Regions from separate parts of the Mus musculus genome. Here region 1 is linked to region 2. The links are chromatin contacts, called in public Hi-C maps. All regions are on one chromosome and are shown on one strand. The core of a region is the stretch at or near the end of the contact, and the rest is flanking DNA. Distances in the headings are between cores, read along the strand shown.

Region 1 (2,948 bases), core at 174-2,673, 130 kb before region 2:
AAGCAGAAACACAAGAAAACACTGCGTACTAGCTAACTCTCAGCTTTCTCATACACCCTAGACTGCCTGCCTGCTAGGTACAGTGCTACACACGGCGGGCTGGGCCCTCCATGTTAAGCATCTGTTGGTACAGTCTCTCAGAGCCATGGCTACGAGCAGTCTGCTCTGGGCAGCTCCTCAGCTAGGTTCCTTCTTCCCCAGGTGACTCTGGGTTGTGCCAAATTAAAAATAAAAGCTTAGCCAGGACAGGAATTATAACAAAGAGAGAAACAATGTAACAAATCCAGAGAGTAACAATATAACCTACTGCAGGGTTTCAAGTTCAAAGCCCAGAGGCTCCTTTCTCTCCCTTGCTACAATTTGTATCCACAGCGGAGCAGACCTGGCTGGCGTTCCCCCAGGCACTTCCTCCTCACAGAGAAGGGACAGTGGGTGCTTGCCTGGCTTTGTGTCTTTGTGTCTTCTCTCACTGGGCCAGATGGCGGCATCTGCCTGTCTTCCAGAGGCTGAAGGCTCTCAATGTCATCTGCCTTTCCTACTCTCACTGGGCCTTAGAACCCAGAGGTGGTGTTACACCTGACTTCTGGGTAGTCGGATCCGTCTCTCTGTCCAACACTCTCAGAACTCTCCAATACCACTCAGTGTGCTGTGGTTAAGGCATGGACTCCTCTTGGCTCAGCCACCTGCCACTTTCAGGACTTAACCTCCCATAGTCTCAGACGTTCTACTCTTCTGACTTGAAAAATAAAAGTTTGTGATATGTGCAATTCCTTATTTATAAGCCATTTTGTTGTTGTTGCTTAAAAAAAAAATACCAGGAACTGAATACTTCATAAAAAAAGACTTTTTTTTTCCTTGCTTGTTTGCTTGTTTGCCTGCCTGACTGCAGGCTTTCTTCCCTCCTCTTCCTCCTCCTCCTCCATTTATTTATTTATTTTAAGATAAGGTTTCGATAGGTAGACCTAGCCATCCTGGAGCTTACTGTATAGACCAGGCACAGAGATCCTCCTGCCTCTTCCTTCTGCATGGATGAAAGCCATGCCCACCCTGTCAAGCCCAGCAAGGAAAGTGGTTTATTTTGTTTGTCGTCATGAGGGCCCAAAGCCAAGACTGTTCAGTCTGTGGGAATGGCATGGTGCTGGGTGGCACCATGGAAGAGCTTGTTCTCTTACAGCTCACTCCTGTGGGAACCAGCTAGCACTCTCCCGTGAGAACTCCGCTAATCTCTCTGAGAATGGAATCACCAGTGAATTTCCAGTGGCTCCATCTCACAGAACTCCACGGTTCACACCAGGATCAAGCTTTCGGCAATGAACGCAACGCTGTGTTCTTTCTAAGGCTGCTTCTCCAGGATCAGAGCCCTGCTGCGCGGTTCAGCTGTGTGAGCCACAGGCCCCTGCACCGGCCATCTGGTCTAGCCACTCAGCATCTCAAGTCTGTCTGGGAGATTTCCTGTTGAGTGGGTCTTAGCAAAGGGTTAGAGAAAACTGTAGCTGAGATGTTCATTGGAAATGCTCCTGTAACACAAAGATTCATGGGCCCCACACGGTCGCCCTAAGTCTCCTTCAATCTTCCTTCTGTCCTCTCTTGGTGGGGACCATGATGGTGACCAGAAGGCTGCGTTTCTCGGAAAGCTGACTGCTGGGAACATTCGTGGCTGCCCTACAGCTAAGTTCTGGGGCACAGAGTTCAGGACCCAGGATTCTCTAGGATTTCCTCTCAATCACAGGCAAGATCAAGACAACAAATGACAAATCAGGAAAGGCAAGAAGAGGAGATAGCTCCCTACAGTTAATGAAATACAGAGAGAGGAAGGGAAGAGGCACAAAGCAAAGACGTATGGGACTTTTGGAGCCCAGGACCTCCTACTGTGAGACTGTGTGAAGAGCCTTTGTGGAAAGTGGATGATAAAGGAGAATTGAGCAAGCCAAGGCTGGACCACATTTCAGATGTGATGTGCCGGTTGGCCCGTCTCAGGCTCTTCTGTCTCTGGATGACTCTGGTTGTGTGTTGAGTCAGTGCCCACTCGCAGGAATCACACCAGGCTTTCCCCTACCTGGAAAGGGCTGGGGCAGCGCTCAACAGTGTTTGGTACCGGTGGCTGGTCCTGGGATAACAGCTACCAGCCCTGACTCCTGCCTGTGCAGAATCAGAGTTGAAGGTGATCAAGAGACTATCTTAAGACCCCTGTTGACATCACACATTAGCCGGCCTTTTACTCATTGTTTGAAAGGGATGGAGGAAGAAATGGTGCCAAACTACAGTGAGACAGAGCAGAGCAGAGTTTCTATGTCTTCTCCTTGCTCATGTGCTGAAGAAAATAACATTTGTTATTGTCTCTCATAAAGGGTGTATGGAAACTGAGGCAGGACCAGAAACATCTCCCCATTTTTCTTCTAGTATTAGGGGGCCACTTTTTTTTCTTTTTTCTTTTTTTACATACGTGAGCTACTGCCTCTAAATTTGAGGGCTTACTCCTTAGCCAAGGGTCACATTACATGTTGTGGATAAAAAGCAGAGGCCCAGATTTTACCCAACTTGTCAGTACTGTATTCCTTGATTCTAAAGTGGGAATTCATGCATCCTTATTAACTATGAGTGAAGTGAGAAGCCGGCACGCTCTGACAGGGGCTCCTGTACACTCCAAAGGCTGAGACTTTATAGAATACTCTAATGTATAGCAGATTTTAGAGCACAGCACACTGGAGATGATCAACCACATCCCCTCAGGATCCTGGCACTGCCTGGGGCTGCTGCTGCCACAGTGGCCTGGCATAATGAGGGGGGATTAGACTGCATATGTCCAACCCAGGAGAAGATGCAGATTCAAAATTCCACCAATCTCTCCTGTGCCAGTAATTCTATGTGTCACTTCTACATATGAGAAACATGTCTCATCTTACATTGGGTGCCGTCTGTAAGACATTTGTCCAGCTTCCCTTATTTAG
Region 2 (2,700 bases), core at 64-2,563:
GGAGATGTTGTGCTCAGTGAAATGAGCAAATCATAAAAGCACAGAACCTACCAGTCCCCATTGTTCTGAGGTGTCTAAAACAGTCTAACTCCTAGAATCAGAGAGGGGAATGCTGGTGGTAAGGGGCTGGAAGGGGGCATGAGGAGTTGTTGGTCAGCAAGCAATAAAGTATCTGTTACTGCAGGATGTATAAACTCTAAGCATAAGCATAAGCAGTGTGCCTATGGTCACAAGTACTGTATTGTACACGTGACAACTAAAAAGGAGAGACTTCATACTGAACGTTCTTACTACAATGAAAATAACCCAGAATACTCAGAACAAGGCTAGTCTAGGCTTAAGGTAGGAAAACAAGTGAAGCGTGCCTGGAATGGCCAAAATCTTATCAGGGAAGGAGTGTTGCCATGACAACAGAAGAGACTTCTGTCTGTACTTTCCATGTTAATCCTTAGCTGGAGAGGATGCTCCAAAGAGAAGGAAGCAAATTGTTTGCCTGTGGACCCCAGAGGAACAGGGAGCTGTCAGTCTCCCTGTGCATGACACAAAGCTAACGTCATCAGTTTGGACGTGAGGTGGCTTGTCCTGTTAGAATCGGAGTGAAGTCAATGGTTTCAACAGCTCTTAGCAATTGTGCTCCCACAGGACAGTAAACAGTTTATAGCCCTGCCCCAGAGACTAGGGAAAGGAGGAGATACGGAGAGAGAGTCTGCAATGAAGAAGAAACAAAAAGTCTGATTTAAAGTCCTACCAGGGAGACAATTTCACCTCACATGGCTGGGGATAGGGTGGAGTAACTCTCAGCAGTGCTCCCCAGGAGCACGGCCACACAGGAGTTTTAGAACATTCATGTGGCTTGATTGACCCGCACTCTACTCCAACATACAAACTATAAGCAAAACATACAAAGGTGAGATGAGTTTTAATGATTATTGAGAAAACAGCACAGCAACATGTAAGCCCCCAACTGTGCTTTTTATTATTATTATTACTAAGTATTGGATACAGTACACGTCCTGGAGATATGGGTTGCATTGGATTCAAGCCAATATCATAAAAGCTGCTGTCTGTCAGCTGGAGGCTTTGTGACACTTTCATCTTCCCTGTTTTAGTTCAAAAGAGAACTCCTCTCCGTAATTCAATTCCCAGACTACCTTTTGAAGGCGTCGCCTGTGTGCAGGTGGAGCAATCACTTCCTTTCTAGGTGGCTATTGTTGCAACACACTACTTCCTTTGAACCATCACCTGAGCAGAAGGCCCCAGAGACTCACTCAAGAACTGACAGCCACTGAAAGTCTTGAGAGCAGGGCCAGATGACACAACCAATGACCACTATGAGGACACACTAGCACCCCGAGGTGCTCCTGGGCGGCCCCTTTCTGCCACACACCGTCCAAGAGACACCTTGCTAAGACCTCGCTTGCCCATGCTGGTCCATACAAATTTTTGTGTAGTAAATGGGAAATTTCTAAGGCTGAATTTACACAAATAATGGAGTCCTTTCTTGGTGGCTGAGAAAGGGAGGGACCAAGGTTAGGGTGGTATTTGAAGTTCTTATGCAGAGCCTTCTAACTGGCCATCCTGGCAACAGGGGGAGGCAACTGGAAATTCTTGAGTTAATTTTTAAGCACCCATGAGGGAAGCAGAGTGTGTAAGATGTCTCAGTAGAGGCCGAGCACAGTGAGCCAAGTCCTCCCATTCCCAAAGCAAGCCAGGCATTTATAACGGTTGAAAGCACGGGAGGAGCATGCTAGCACGGTCCAGAAGGCCAACCACAGAGGAAGGGGGATAATCTCACTGTCCCAGGGCAGCAAGCAACTGGGATGAACAAAATAGGAGAGATTCAGCCACACAAGTCAACCTCCAGAGCGCGCTCAGTGAGAAGCTTCTCCGGAGAGATAGAAACAAGAAAAACCCCAGAAAGTGTGGTCAGAGACATCCTGACACTTGATAGGGCCTTTGACCTTGACAATTGAGTCAGCGAAGGGCTCTTTGAATATTGATTTCAAGGAATCAAAAATAACTGAGATGAGTGAGGGAGCCTTTCAAGATGGGCTAGACGTCTGCACATGCGAAATATGGAACCTATATTTATTTGCGTGTCAGTCGGCAGATAACTTTTGTGCAAAATGCATCTCAAGGAAGTTGGAGTGATCTTTACTCCATTGTTATTGTGTGAAGTTATAAAAATTTATTTCCTCTTGGGATGTTTTGAAATGCTGTAGCAAACGGAAATGTCTCCCACTCCCTGACGGAGAGAGAGAATAAGGGCTTCTATTGCCAATAGAGTTAAAGCAGAACTAAGTTGGCTTTATATTGTGTGTGTGTGTGTGTGTGTGTGTGTGTGTGTGTGTGTCTGTTAGACATTAAAGTCAGGCTGCCTTATGCAGAGCCATTACACTGACAAATTCCTGCCTAACAATTGGCTTCTTGTGCTCTCATGTTAGGCAGGTCTTTGCCCAAAGAGTGCCAACCCAATGAACCTTAGGACTGTACATACCAAGAATGCATCATTTGCTCATGTCTGACCTTTCTCTACAAATAAAAAACCAAAAACCCATAGCAAAAAGGCCTGCCCAATCCTCAGAAGGCTATCCAATAACACATTCATAAACACTTGAGTGTAAATCTAGAAGATATTTTTGCAAACACAGATAAACCCTTGGCACAAGGAAGCAACTCTGATCCCTTTTCTGTGTTTGG

Evidence for each region. A called contact is a pair of places that touch in the nucleus more often than the background predicts.
Region 1: a Hi-C map of cerebellum shows a contact between it and region 2, with 2.0 times the contacts expected there. The contact joins two enhancer-like sites. A contact is called at or near these places in 1 of 39 promoter capture datasets (hippocampal neurons), 7 of 484 Hi-C or Micro-C datasets (bone marrow-derived macrophages, cerebellum, cerebral cortex and 3 more), 6 of 115 datasets of contacts at active chromatin or transcription factors (SST interneurons, bone marrow-derived macrophages, embryonic forebrain and 3 more) and 1 of 9 other capture datasets (pancreatic islet).

What each region holds. Positions count from the first base shown.
Region 1 is chr14:60,516,521-60,519,468 of GRCm38.p6, reverse strand. It overlaps a transcript of Spata13 not described here. Among named protein-coding and RNA genes, the nearest start is that of Gm41166, 110 kb to the left of the region's middle. Within about 2 kb of position 1,423, at least 4 of the 459 cell types and tissues checked have an H3K27ac peak or open chromatin away from gene starts, as enhancers often do. A contact at or near this core is called in cerebellum, where this site is marked.
Region 2 is chr14:60,383,029-60,385,728 of GRCm38.p6, reverse strand. Amer2 (APC membrane recruitment 2) reads right to left here. Exons shown (of 1, transcript NM_028113.4): 1 at 1-2,700. Among named protein-coding and RNA genes, the nearest start is that of Amer2, 6.7 kb to the right of the region's middle. Within about 2 kb of position 1,313, at least 30 of the 459 cell types and tissues checked have an H3K27ac peak or open chromatin away from gene starts, as enhancers often do. A contact at or near this core is called in cerebellum, where this site is marked.